2 separate regions of the Mus musculus genome follow, and region 2 is linked to region 1. The links are chromatin contacts, called in public HiChIP or PLAC-seq maps. All regions are on one chromosome and are shown on one strand. Each heading gives the region's core, a stretch centred on a gene start, on an enhancer-like site or on the middle of the called end of the contact. The rest is flanking DNA. Distances are from core to core; before and after follow the strand shown. Region 1 overlaps Stpg2 (sperm tail PG rich repeat containing 2). Region 2 overlaps Stpg2 (sperm tail PG rich repeat containing 2).

The links. HiChIP or PLAC-seq counts read pairs in DNA pulled down with a chosen protein or histone mark.
Region 2: an H3K27ac HiChIP or PLAC-seq map of large pre-B cells shows a contact between it and region 1, with 4 times the contacts expected there. The contact joins two enhancer-like sites.

The regions. Positions count from the first base shown.
Region 1 is chr3:139,307,840-139,314,650 of GRCm38.p6, forward strand. Stpg2 (sperm tail PG rich repeat containing 2) reads left to right here. Exons shown (of 14, transcript NM_198659.2): 9 at 1,243-1,403. Among named protein-coding and RNA genes, the nearest start is that of Stpg2, 110 kb to the left of the region's middle. Within about 2 kb of position 2,997, at least 8 of the 459 cell types and tissues checked have an H3K27ac peak or open chromatin away from gene starts, as enhancers often do.
Region 2 is chr3:139,660,911-139,667,721 of GRCm38.p6, forward strand. The region is part of intron 12 of Stpg2 (sperm tail PG rich repeat containing 2); the gene reads left to right. Among named protein-coding and RNA genes, the nearest start is that of Gm32693, 120 kb to the right of the region's middle. Within about 2 kb of position 4,336, at least 6 of the 459 cell types and tissues checked have an H3K27ac peak or open chromatin away from gene starts, as enhancers often do.

The DNA of each region.
Region 1 (6,811 bases), core at 1,747-4,246:
CAGGGTCAACACACAGACAATGTGGTTCAGAGGGGGTCAAGGCTGCATCTCGGGCTGGTTTCTGAATTTGGTAGTGGGTAAGAATATTCTACATCTCACTGGGTTTGGAGACATAAAGGGATCATAGACAGTAGATGCAGCTAGGTGACATTTAGTAATCCCAGTAGAGAAACAAGGGTATCACTAACAAAGGAGTTGCCTCAGCTGTAGTGGAGACCCTAGGAATAAAGTGTTGTAGAGAGAGGTGAGGCTTGACACCTTCAAACTGGGTTTGAGTCCACAAAGAATGCCCAGGAGAGGCAACCTCTGTTGCAATGCAGACCTCAGCACATTGGAGATGCCAGGAGTGTGGGGTGACCACCAAGGACACTGGGATGTGTGGAGTGGAGCCAGCATAAGTTTACAAGGCAAGCTGTGAGTGCTGACAGGAGCAGGGCGGGGGAGGTGGAGCTGCTTCCTCTGTACCCCAGAGCACTGTAAGGGCTTGATGACAGGCACGGAGCTGTTTACATTTGTTTCAGTCTGACTGTTCCTATGTCCTGGATACCTTTGGCTAATGTTTTAATCACGGCAGTAGAAACCAAACTAGGCCACTCACTGAAAGATTAGAGCATGTCTCATTAGGGAGGGATTTAGGGATGCTACTAAGGTAAGCCATGGAAGGAATCGTTTCTTTTGGTAGCTTTGCTTTGATGTCCTGTGGGTCCAGGATATTGTCACTGGGGAAGAAAGTAGCCGCCGCTGTTCTCAGTATGCTCCTTCTCAGCACATTGAGATTTCTTCTGCCAGCAGTTTCCTGGAGTGGCCACTACAGCTCAGTATGGTGTATGGCTTACAAATGGTGCCACACTGCCAGCTTTCTTTTACACTGGCTAACCTCCGTTATTAACAAGTTTTGAAATAGTCCCATCATGTAAAACTTCTCACATGCACCCTTGACATTAGTGTCCACCTCCATTCCTGTCCCCAGGCAACCTCTGAGCCCATGTGCTTTAATTTTTCTAAAGTTTCATGTAAGTGGAATAATTTAGAATGTTGTCACTGTTTTTTCTGCATGCTTCTGACACTCAATCACGTTTGCTCATTAACTTTGAAAGCCGTTGATAAACTTTAAAAAGTATCTATGCTATATAGCCAGAAATATATGACTTCCTTTTAAAAAGTTTACTTAATGTTACTGAGTTAAAAAAAAGTTCTTAAAAGTATGCTTATTCTTATACATAATGTTCTTTATAATTTTAGGTCCTGGCTTTTATGATATCTCAACCAACATTGTAAAAGCCCAGGTTAAAAAACCCTGCTTGAAGAAACAACCGAAAACTGGATTTGGTTCTTCTGTGCCTCGAACTTTGTTCACAGCTCAGAAAAAAGCTTTCCGTGGTCCTGGGCCTAGTGATTATCAGGTGATAGGTTTCTAGCAAGACACTCATTTTTTCATTTTACTTTATTTTATTTATGATGTAATAATAGAATTGCTAGGCAAGTATGGTAAGCTCTTCTTATTACAATATTCTATGTGTCATAAAAAGTAGAAGACTGATCACAGTCAGCAGATGAATTACAGCAGAAGAAAAAAAAATCCAAACCAAAATAAAAATCCATACAAACTGAAGTTCTAGAGATCACAAACATCATGTTTGATAAAAGTCTGCACTAAAGTTATGTTCAAGGAAAAGTAGTCGGGAAAGTGAAGGCTCAGAGCTTCAGACAAAGCAATGGGCATATTTGCTACAGAATAGTTGAGATTTAGGGAGAGTTAACCAGATGGCCAGTTTAAAAATGGTAAGTGTTCTAACAAGGAGAATGTTCTTTGTGGGTAAGGCAAGCAGTAGGGACCAGTAGTTAAGAATGGGAGCTTGAGATTTTGATTCAGTGGAGGAATTAGTTTATTAATTAGGTTTTGGTTTAAGACAGGCTTATGCAATATAGTTTTATAATATATAATATGTAATTATATAGTATTATAGATTATGCAGAAGTATATATAATATAATTATATAACTATAGTATATTTTATGAGAATTTTTATTATAAACTCACTAGAAATGGTACTGGGTTACACAACAGCATTTAAAACAGTGTGTGTGTGTGTGTGTGTGTGTGTGTGTGTGTATGTGTGTGTGTTCACATGCCATGTGATATCTGTGAGGGCCAGAGCATAACTTGCAAAGGTCAGCTTTCTACCTTTACCATATAGGTTCTTGAGATGAACTTGAGCCTCAGCCTTGCCAGCTGATCCTTTCCCTGCTTAGCCACCTCCTTGGCCACAAGTGACATTGTTTCTCATCACTCAGGATTTATGTTTATTGATGATGCTTGGGAAATGGAAGGCATAAATAACCCAGAAACAAGTGAAACCTTACATCCCATTTTTATTTTTATAACTGACTTTAAAACACTATGTCCCAAATTCAGAGTATTACAATGTGAAATGGCTGACTGTTTGCAGGAATGGTTTCCTAAGCTGGTTGTCATTGCAGTGTCTAAGGACGTTTTAAAATCTTGATGCTCTGGTCATAGCTTGAAGCAATTAAGCTGGAATCAGATTTTGCAAGTGTTGACTCTGGGTGGTATGATTAAGACGAGGCATCAGCACTGGCAGGGAAGCAAACCACTATATGATATGTTTGAGAATTTAAAGGCAGGAATTACACGTTTAATTCAGTGCTCCGAATTAAAATTTGCATTTTATTGTACATAAAACATATGATTAAACATTATGTTTTCAGCTTTCTAAATTTTTGAAGCGTATTTTTACAGATTTGTTTTCTAAGCAGACACCTTCAGCATTTGTTTTCTATGTAAATGTTTTATTGCTTTTGCACATTTTTTCACAGTTCCCTTTTCAGTATTATTTTGTAGCAAGCAACGTTTAAAGCTCTTCTACCCTTGCCTCAAGCAGAGCTCATGCTAGCTGCCCATCCTAAAAGACTTAGGTCCCTTATACACCTGCTTTTGCCCACAAGGAAGCTGCGGTTTGCTGGTATCTAATGGCCCCACCCTTCTGCTCTCCATGGTGCCCTCTGAGCAAGGAGAGTTGTCACCGTCTGCTGCTGAGGGCTGTGTCAGGATGGGTAAAACCTTTTGTCTCCAGCTCAGGAGCCTTGACTCTTCTGTTAGTACCTAAAACTAGCCGTACTTGCCAACTTGGAGCAGGATATCATTTATAGACATTTTTATTTTATTGATTTTTTTTCTCAAAGGTCCCCCCCCCCCCCCCACACACACACAGGGTATCTGAAGGTCGTCACGATAGCTATCTGGTTGCTGTCAACTTATTTCCATTAAATTCAGCAGTTTGTTAAAGAGTTGAGAAATGAACAAAGTTAATCTACCTGTGACTGCTCTACGGGTTTTTAGTCTTTTGATTGGCAGATGCTTTTTGATTTGTAAACTTCATCTCAAACATTTTCCTCATATCTTTTCACATATTTCTTCTTTGATAAAGATTCAGTTTGATATATACCCTATTTTAATTCTGATTATGAAAATAGTACATCAAGCCTACCCTAGTGGTTTTGAGGGACCTCTCATGAATTTCAGTAGTTTTTAGAAAGTTTTGCTGTGCTTTGTGTAAAATGTACCATTAGTTCATTGGTTTTAGTTCCGCTTCATGTTTTCCCATCAGAGTCCCAGGGGCATCCTTTGATCATTGCCAGCCAATAAAAACAACTAGTCTCACCATGTCTCCAACAACCCTAACTTAGAGCACTTTCATGCCATTTTGATATATTATCACATTCTAGATAGTATGTTTTAAACTCTGAATATTGTTGCTGTGCATCACCTGAATTCACGGGTATACCATTACCAGGAAATTCACTTCTTTCTGCATTTTCAGGCTATGGACTGGAGTTTTCAATGCCTCCCTGAAAGACAGGCACCTTGTGCTGCTTCTTGTTTGCCTCTGCTGCTGCTGTGTTATTGTAGGCTTGGTTTGTTTGAAAAGGCCTATTTTGTATAGATTTTGAATAACTCTTTGGATGTAAAATTTTAGGGTGCTAGTTATTTTCAGTACTTTAATGATGCCACTGTGTGGCTTCCAGTGAGAAGTGGGCTGTGCTACAGATGGATTTTCCTGTGAACCGAGTGGATGCTTTTGTGTCTCTCACTTGTATCTTTGGTATGACTAAGTGTTGCTTTCTCTTCAGTACATCTGTCTGAAATTTGCAGAGCTGTTCCATCTTTGCTTGCTGTGTGTTGTCCACTTGAAATAATTCTTGTCTGTGGTTTCTTCATATATTTCTTATGCCGTATCCTTTCCTGCTCCTGGGATCCAAGTACACACATGCGTTGGATGGTTTGTCATAGTCTGGACCTGCTGCACCTTCTGCTCCTCTTCGTGTTTGGGTGCATACATTTTCTGTTAGGAGAATCTGCAATTTTTAATTTTTTCTAAGTGAAGCTATTGAGTTATTATTTAATTTTTCTTTTTTCATTGACAAATTCTATCCATACAATATAGTCCAATCATGGCTTCTCTTCCCTCAGCCCCTCACAGATCCTCTCACCTTCCAACACACTCAATTCTGTGCCTTTTCTTACTTTCTCTTTATGAAGCAAGCAAACATGTATACATCAACAAGAGATACCCAGAAAAATCAGAATAAAAAACCACAAGAAACACACACACACACACACACACACACACACACACACACACTCTCACACACTTCATTATGCTGATCCATAGAGTTCAGGTCTTGTTTTAAAAATGAACTTTAGTTCATAACTGTGAGAGAAAGCATGCAGCACTTGTTTCATGGGCCTAGCAGGTGTATGGTAGAAAGGAGATCTACAGCCATCCCAGGTACCCTTCCTACAGCCTACCAGTGATTCACACTCTCAAATTAGTAGTAACCTTTTCTTTAATCATGATTATTATTGATATATATTTATCACATGCACACATTTAAGTACAATCTCTTGAGACTAGTTTTGTTGTTTGTGCATATATGGTTTCAGGATTGCCCACTTGTTATTGGAAAACTCTTAAGGGCCTCATCCTTGGGAGAGAGTCCAATCTCTCTCTCCCAGCAGTCATTGATTGTCTATAGTTCATTGTATAGAGGGGGAGCCCTACAATATTGTCCCTCCATGTTAGCTAGTCTACTGACATTGTCATTGATCCTGTTGTTTATGTAGCTATTTCTAGGAGAGAGCGTCTCACAGCTGACTCCCTCATATTCTAGCCCCTACAGTCTTGGTGTACCTCCTTTCATGGTGTTCCTTAGACCATAGCTTCATGAGCTGTGACGTAGCTATATCATTGATGACTGCATTGTATCCAGTTGTGGCCTTCTGTGGTGCACTCTTTGCTGTGAAGAGACAATTCTTCAATCAGGTGTGATAGTCACACTTATCTGTGGGTGTGAGGGTAAGATTAGAGTGCAGTAAGGAATTATGGGGTCTAGTAAAGTAGAAATAGTTGACAAGTTTCCAGTGACTTTGCCAGCCCTGGATATTGGTTAGGTTTTAGTTCTAGGCATGATTTCCCAGCTCTCGAGTGGGCCTTACATCCAACACGGTAGCTGTGGATTCCTACCAAGATGTGCATGGTTTTGACTGCACCTGGCTGTGCTGGCCAGCAGGTGCTTCACAGGTATCACATCTGGGTAAGACCTCTAGTTGCTTCCCTCCCTCGGCAGCCTGTACAGGATTTTCTGGTATCATGTAAGCTGGACTGAAGGGAGCAGCCTTTCAGGCTTGGTGTCCCAACTGATCAGTGACTTCAGCAATCAGAGCTTACCTTCAACCTCTGAGAAGCAACCAAAGGCCTTATCAGTAGTGTTTGTTATCTAGGGAGTCACTTGCATGGCATTGCTCAAATGTTCAAAAGTCTTTCTCATGCATGGCATTGGGTTTTTGTTAGCCTATGGTTCTTGTGGGGGACATTGTCAGCTCAAGCATATATTCTTCATTCATCTGTTGATGGTTATTTTAGGTGATTCCATAACTCAAGTATAGGGCTGCATTAAATACTGTTGTGTTAGGACTTCTGTTGGCATGCTTACTGTGAGTCCTTTGCACATATACTGTGGACTATATAGCTACAAGTGGGTCATATGGAGATTGCATTTTTAGTTATTTGAAAGAGTATTTATAGTGATTTTCATAGTGGCCATAGTAGTTGTTTACTCCCAAAAATAGTTTATAAGGGCTCTTTACTTTTGCCTGCGGCCTCTCCAGCATTCATTGGGATTTGGTTTCTTTTTTAAAAGTTTTGTTCTATTTCTCTCTCTCTCTGCTTGCCCCTCTTTTTGTCCCCCTTGTTGCTGTGATCCATTAAAAATTAGTGCTGGGATTCTTAATCATCAGGGAAATACAAATCAAAACAACCCTGAGATTCCACCTCACACCAGTCAGAATGGCTAAGATAAAAAATTCAGGTGACAGCAGATGCTGGCAAGGATGTGGAGAAAGAGGAACACTCCTCCGTTGTTGGTGGGATTGCAGGCTTGTACAACCACTCTGGAAATCAGTCTGGCGGTTCCTCAGAAAATTGGACATAGTACTACCGGAGGATCCAGCAATACCTCTCCTGGGCATATATCCAGAAGATGTCCCAACCGGTAAGAAGGACACATGCTCCACTATGTTCATAGCAGCCTTATTTATAATAGCCAGAAGCTGGAAAGAACCCAGATGCCCCTCAACAGAGGAATGGATACAGAAAATGTGGTACATTTAAACAATGGAGTACTACTCAGCTATTAAAAAGAATGAATTTATGAAATTCCTAGGCAAATGGATGGACCTGGATGGCATCATCCTGAGTGAGGTAACCCAATCACCAAAGAACTCACACAAT
Region 2 (6,811 bases), core at 3,086-5,585, 350 kb after region 1:
AGTGGTGAAAGATTTCATCACAATTACAGGTTCATGAAATCATATACTTCTTCAGCATAAACTTAACGTGAGACTGCCACTAGCTCACAGTCTTAACATGTGATCTGTATGACTGTGTCAGAAATTTTATCCTTATTTAATAAAAAATATATATAAATACAATATTTCCAATTTTAAGTGACAGGAGATACTTGAGTGTTCCTTCCCTTGTTTCTAGTGACTCTCTTTTTAATTTATGGTTTGTTTCTTTGGAAGAGGTTCTTAGCAGACAGTTTTTATCTTGATATTTTTACAGCTTCTTAATTATTCACTGTCACTTTAAAATGGATGCTTCAGGAATACTTGAGTATTTACATACTCTTTGTCACCTTGCTTAACTTTGAATGTCTCCTAGGGTGCTGATAATTATTGTAATAGAACGCGAGAGAAGTTATGTCAGCCTGCACATACCATTAGTGCATTAATGTGTCAAAATAGCGGTGAATGACACAGCTCTCAGCAGCCTTAAAAGCTCCTAATGGCAGTCCAGGTCTAAGGAATTGATTTGTAAGCAATACTAAAGCTATAAAACTTTCGTCTTGATATATAGTTTCAGAAAGCTTGCTCTGTTATTCACCTTATTTTCAGTAGATGAGTAATAGCTATTTGAATAAGTGAGCAATCTATAAAGAAAACATGGTTGAAGTTCCCTTTGCTAAGCAGAGATAGAAAGCTTCAAACAGGAAAAGCAACAAGGTGATTGCATATTAAAGTTAATTCACTTGTTAACATTTTAGCTCCAATTTAATCATGAGGACAATCTTTTAAGTTACTGCTTTGTGGTTAGTAGAAATGGCAATGCAGCTTTTCAAACTAATTTTTTTTTTGCATTCAGAATTATTGGATGGAAAAATATTTGGAAAGTAAAGTGAACTTAGTAATATACATTTATGATGAATAATGTACTAAATACTGTAATAAATACAATGAGGTTATGTTTATTGTGTTTGAAATTTGAAAAAAAATTAAAACCAATACTATACTAAGTTCAAGTGTTAAAAGTCCCAGTAGAGTTGGATGTGAGACACAGTTTAAATGAGCTGCCTTCTCAGTATGAGTGTCAGAGATTCTTAGGACACTGCTACTGCTGTCTGGACCTGGGCAGCCCTTGTAAGGCACTCCATAAACCTGCCTTCTCCTCGATGCTCATGGCACTGTTAGCATCCAGGACTTCTTTCAATGTTTTAGGAAAAAACAGGTCCATTTCAAAACAAAACAAAACAAACAAACAAAAAACAAAATTGTATCTTTTGGGCCCCAAGCTCATAAATTTAATAAAAAGGCAGATATATTTCTAAGTATCCAAGAATGATGTAGAGGACCTAAGGAACATTGCCTTAGATGGCCTAAAATAAATTCTTAGTTTCATTGTTTCTCTCTTATTTTTGTGACACATTACCAGACAATACAATGTAAGGAGGAAGAGTTCATGGTAACCACAGTTTGGCAAGAGAGGAACAACTATGGCAACAGGAACCTGTAGCAGCTGCCCACACTGTGTCAGCAGTCAGTAAGCAGAGAGAGATGAATGACAGGGCCATAGAATGGTGCTAGCCACACTTGGGGCAGATCTCCCCACTTAGACAGATCCACCCTAAAAACTCCAACCTCTATATGCACAGAGATTTTCTTCTTGATAAGCCTAGATTCAGTCCTTAACAGTCAGAGTTAGCAGTATACAGATGACACAGAGCCATACATACATTAGTGTTGTGTGATATACTGAGAGTTGCCATTGCCAAGGCCAGGCAGTGGTGGCACATGCCTTTAATCCCAGCACTGGGGAGGCAGAGGCAGGATTTCTGAGTTCGAGGCCAGCCTGGTCTACAGAGTGATTTCCAGGAAAGGCAGGGCTACACAGAGAAACCCTGTCTCAGAAAACAAAACCAAAACAAAACCAAAACAAAACAACAACAACAACAACAACAACAACAACAACAAGAATCCATTACAGGGAGCAACAGTTAAAAGCACTGCTCTTCCAGAGGTCCAGAGTTCCCAGCAACCACATGGTGTCTCACAACCATAATGGGATCAGATGCCCTCTTCTGGTGTGTCCAAAGACAGCTACAGTATAGTAATATATGAATATATGATATATGCACATGTGTATACACACACACACACGCACACGCACACACACACACACACACAGATAATCTTAAAAAAGGAATCCATTCGATAAATAGTTTCCCAATGTTCCTTTTAGTACTTAAATTTGTAACTGAGTTCATCACCTATGGTAATGCAGACAAATAAAAATTAGTGTAAAAATGGATATTTTAACTAAAGACAGAAATACTTAATTCATTGGTTAATAACTGACCTTAGAACATGGTATTTTCCCCTAATCTAATTTTATTGCACTGTGGATTACATGGAAGTATATCAGGGGTACTCTAAAGAACTTTGGAATTTCTCAGGGTACACTTGAAGCAAATCCTGAACAATGAAATGGCTTGGTTGGCTTAATTTTATTTATAATCTCCACTCCCACCCATGCCCCCTTTTCATGGTATATGTTAATTAATACTAGAGTGACTTTCAGAGCAATGTCTTTAATCAGTCTAAAAGTATTATACATTAATTTAAGAATAATAGAGAAGAAAATTTAATTCAGTATTTCAAATTTAGAATACAATAAAATTATGTACTTGCTCATTAAGTTTATGAAAGAAAAAATACATTTGCTAATGTGCTTTGCTAGCAAGTAAGGTTCATAGTCAATGACCGGAGAAGTAAGGAGATCTCAGATGTTAGGAAAAGAAAAGGACATGACTCCCAAGATTTTCATATCTTAGTATTGCCTTAAAATCCCATACTTGAACGTTACCGAGCAGCATTCCCTCCTAGGTTCCTGCTTTAAATTGCTCCCACAACTTTACTACAGATTTACTACCCCAGAGCCCCTGGTTGACTTTTTATGGGGTGATTACTTTCCAGTTGTTTCTTCTTTCAATCCCCTTTGCTACTGTTCCTTTCTGAAAACCCACGAATGCATGGCTGTGTCCTTTCTCATTTACTTGGAATGTGGTCTCTACAATGAGGTTGACTTTCTGTGAAAATTCAATTTTATATCTTGCTAAAAATTCCCGAGTGGTCTGTCCCAGATGGTTGTACATTTCTGTATACAGGACCCTAAATCTGAAAAGCCAGAAGGATATATGACTTGCTAGTAATATCCATAACTATTAATAATAATGCGACCACATGGATTTACTAAACTCATGATTTACAGACATGTAAATTCCTTTAAGTAATGTTTTCATCTCTGAAAGTGTTCTACAACAAAACAAAACAGATGTGCAGCTCAATTTATAGCATTAAGTCCTCATAACATATATTAGTCATGTCTCGTTCACTTTTGGGAGATCATGACCCACATACATGCTTTATTTTCTTCAAGAGCCTGCTTATTTTGTAGGTCTCTTGATTTCATTGTTGGCTGGAAGACTAACGATTTTGTTTTGTTTTGTTTTGTTTTTTAATATAACCTTTCTAAATCTGCTTTTCTTTTCTTTGAATGTTGGGACATTTTATCTCCTTCACAAGTGTGTTAGGATTACATTTTGAAGGTAGTTTTAATTGGCTTTGTGATTCTGAGACTTAGAGTACAGCCTTTGTATTGCTGCTTGGCATATTGATTCTTGAACCTAGGACTTTCTAGAGTGAGATGTGTCTATGACACACTAGTTAAAATATAGGTAGTAATGGGTACCACAAGACTTGCAAGATAAAGGCTAATTATAAAGGTTAAGACATAATTAGAGCTGGGCACTTCAGATCTACCCCAGATTCTAGGAAATGGGTAATCAGTAGTGTTTGAATTGTTCACCAATAGCCTTCAATTTGTGGCTACATAAGGAAGCCTCTGTAATACCTCAGAAGAGCAGGACTCTGGTGGGCTTCTGGATGGTTCTACATGTAAACATATGTAGAATGGTGTGCCTGGTGATAAAAAGTAAGCTCTTCTCTCCTCTTCTCTTCTTCCCTCCACCTCCCTCCCCTCTGTCATACATCTCTTTCATCTGGAAGTGCTTGAGCCCCCTTTTCATATTCTTTAGGGTAAACTCAACTAAAGTATGTTCCCCAAGTTTTAAGAGTGACTCTAATAAATTTATAGACTATATACAGGGGTCAAGGTAACACTGACTTATAGTCATGAAGTCAGAAGTACAGAACATAGCCTGGATTTGCAAATGACATCTAATTTGGGGAGGGTGGAGACCTTGTAGGACTGAGTCTGTGCTGTGTGATGATCTCATAAGTGAGAGGGAGGACAACCAGCTGAAGTCATTCGCATAATTGCTTGGGTGTTTGTATAGGTTCATAGAAGTGAAAGTGAAAGTATAGTGAAAATTACTGTTTTCCTTCTAAGTCATTATATTGTGCTAAAATACACATAAGATAAAATTTACTCTTAAAACCATTTATTTTTAATGCTGAAGCTGGAACGCAGAGTCTTGGCCATGTTGGGTGAGCGTTCTTCCATTGAGCCCTTGATCTTTTAGTGGAGCATGTAACTTTTGTTTTAAACATAGGATCTGGGTTCTTTTTATCCTCTATCCTTTATTCTCTTCTCAGTGTCTCCTCTCTAGAATTCTCATACAACTATGATGACTGCTTCAACTGCTGATAAATGCAATGTCCATTGATCCATTTTGAATATTCTTCATGTTTGTATAGACTCTATTGATTTTTGCTAATTATTCCATCTACAGATTTTCAGGCATGCCTCAAAGACAGATAATTCTGCCCTACTTGAACTAGCTTCAGCTCCTCTTACATCCTGCTCATTGTCCATCTGTCTTGCCATAGTTGTTTATGCAGATCAGCTAGTAGTATAAATTCACTACTGCTGTTCTCACTTGCCATGAAACGTCTTCCCCGTGTTCTTTCTCACTTGCTCTGCAAGACTACTATTGTCACCCACATTACTGCAGTGACTATCTATGACCGATGTGTTTCTAATCCAATTTCTAAATGTTATTAGTTTGAAACATTTCAACTATTAGTTTGATTTTTCTCTGACATCTTGTTGATTTTTTTTTTCTGTACAGTCTTAGAATTGGAAAAAAAAGATACCCCAGAAATGTTACAAGTCATGCAGGGTGACTGCCTGCATGGTTACTCCAGTCCAATCTCAAACCCTCTCCCACACATAATTGACTTGCAGACTTCAAGATGTAACATGCTTTGAATAGCTTTCTTTCTGTGTCAGCAACAGTGTTTTCTTTAATTTACCTGTTAAACAGTATCTGCCCACTCACATTCTTTTATTATGTTGAAAGATAATCATATAATCAGTAACTGTTTTTTATTTCATTTTTCTTATTGTCTTTTCATTGTCAGTGATCCTCGAGTAATACATTTTGGCCAGTGTTGGTTGTGCTTATACTAGATAATTGTTACATTGGGTTTATAACCTGTTTTATATATTTCACTTACATCAAGCTGGCATTTCAGGCAATTTCATTTTTCTTTGATACTAGTTTATAATCTATAGGGTCTACCAAATACAAATGTCTCTGGAAGAGAGGAATATAAAACTCTACTGTGATAACAAGTGGACACATCTCTCCCTATTTTTAATAAGTATTATATTTTGTAGTTTTGGAACTTGTAATAACTAAGTAACGACTAAAGCTTGCTTTATTTTCATGTTAATATTACTGATTCATCGTTTAAATTATTCTACTTTAGATCCTAGACATTTTTTTTTTATCTTAAAAGTCTTCTTGCTTATTGAACAGTGTTTTCCCTTTAACTCATGTTTGGGACCATTTACTCCATTGTTTTTGTTTTCTATTCTGTGTTTTCATAATTCTAAGACACATTTTTTTCTTTATAAATAGTGTATGTTTGGTATTTTTAGATACTCTGATAAGTTCTGTATTTATTGTATATTTTAGTATTTTAGATTTTTTCATATAACATGTTGTTTTGTGATACATGTCCATGTGTTCCATGTACATTTGTTATTTTTATTTATTATCTTTCCTTACTAACTGAATAATCAAGAATATTTTCCCTATTCTTTCATCTTTACCATTAGTTAAAAGTGGCTATATTTACTTATTTGTATGTGTTCCACTTCATGGCTCATCCTTGAGATTTCAAAAGCACTGCTGACCTTTTTACATTCAAGTTCAATACCAAAACCATGAACTAGCTTAGCGTCACTCCTGGCTTTATGCTATGATGATATCCTCCACCACCCATGTTGTACATCCTAAGACACGAGAGATATTTCTTTTAATCAACAAGTACTTTTTGCTGGCTATCTAAAATATCATCCTTTTTATTCTTGGTCTGGAATCACTTTTCATTCAGCCTGAAAAGTTCCCTGTAGTGCTGCGTACTCAGCCCTTGCCGATTTTAGCTGATAACAATATTTTCATCACAATCTCAGGAGGACGTTTCACTTCTAAAATCTGCAAAGACTTCCATTGTTTATAAGTTCCTTAAAGTCTCCTAGCACTTAGCACATTTCATACTGACTTGAGAATTTCTGAGGATGAGTCAGCCATCACTTTTACAGTTACCGCATGAATGGAACCCTTTGGTCCCCGCCGTGGACTTCATTTTATTTATCCCCCATTCATTTTGTGAGATTCTGGAGTATGTGGATTGATACTTTAAAGTTCCAGAAAAACATGGTTCACTATTGGTTCAAATATATCTTTGATGTGAAACGCTGCGATTGCATGCTAGAACACCCCTGTACCTCTTGCCTCCACACTCTATTGTATTCTTTCTGTGTTTTTTCTGT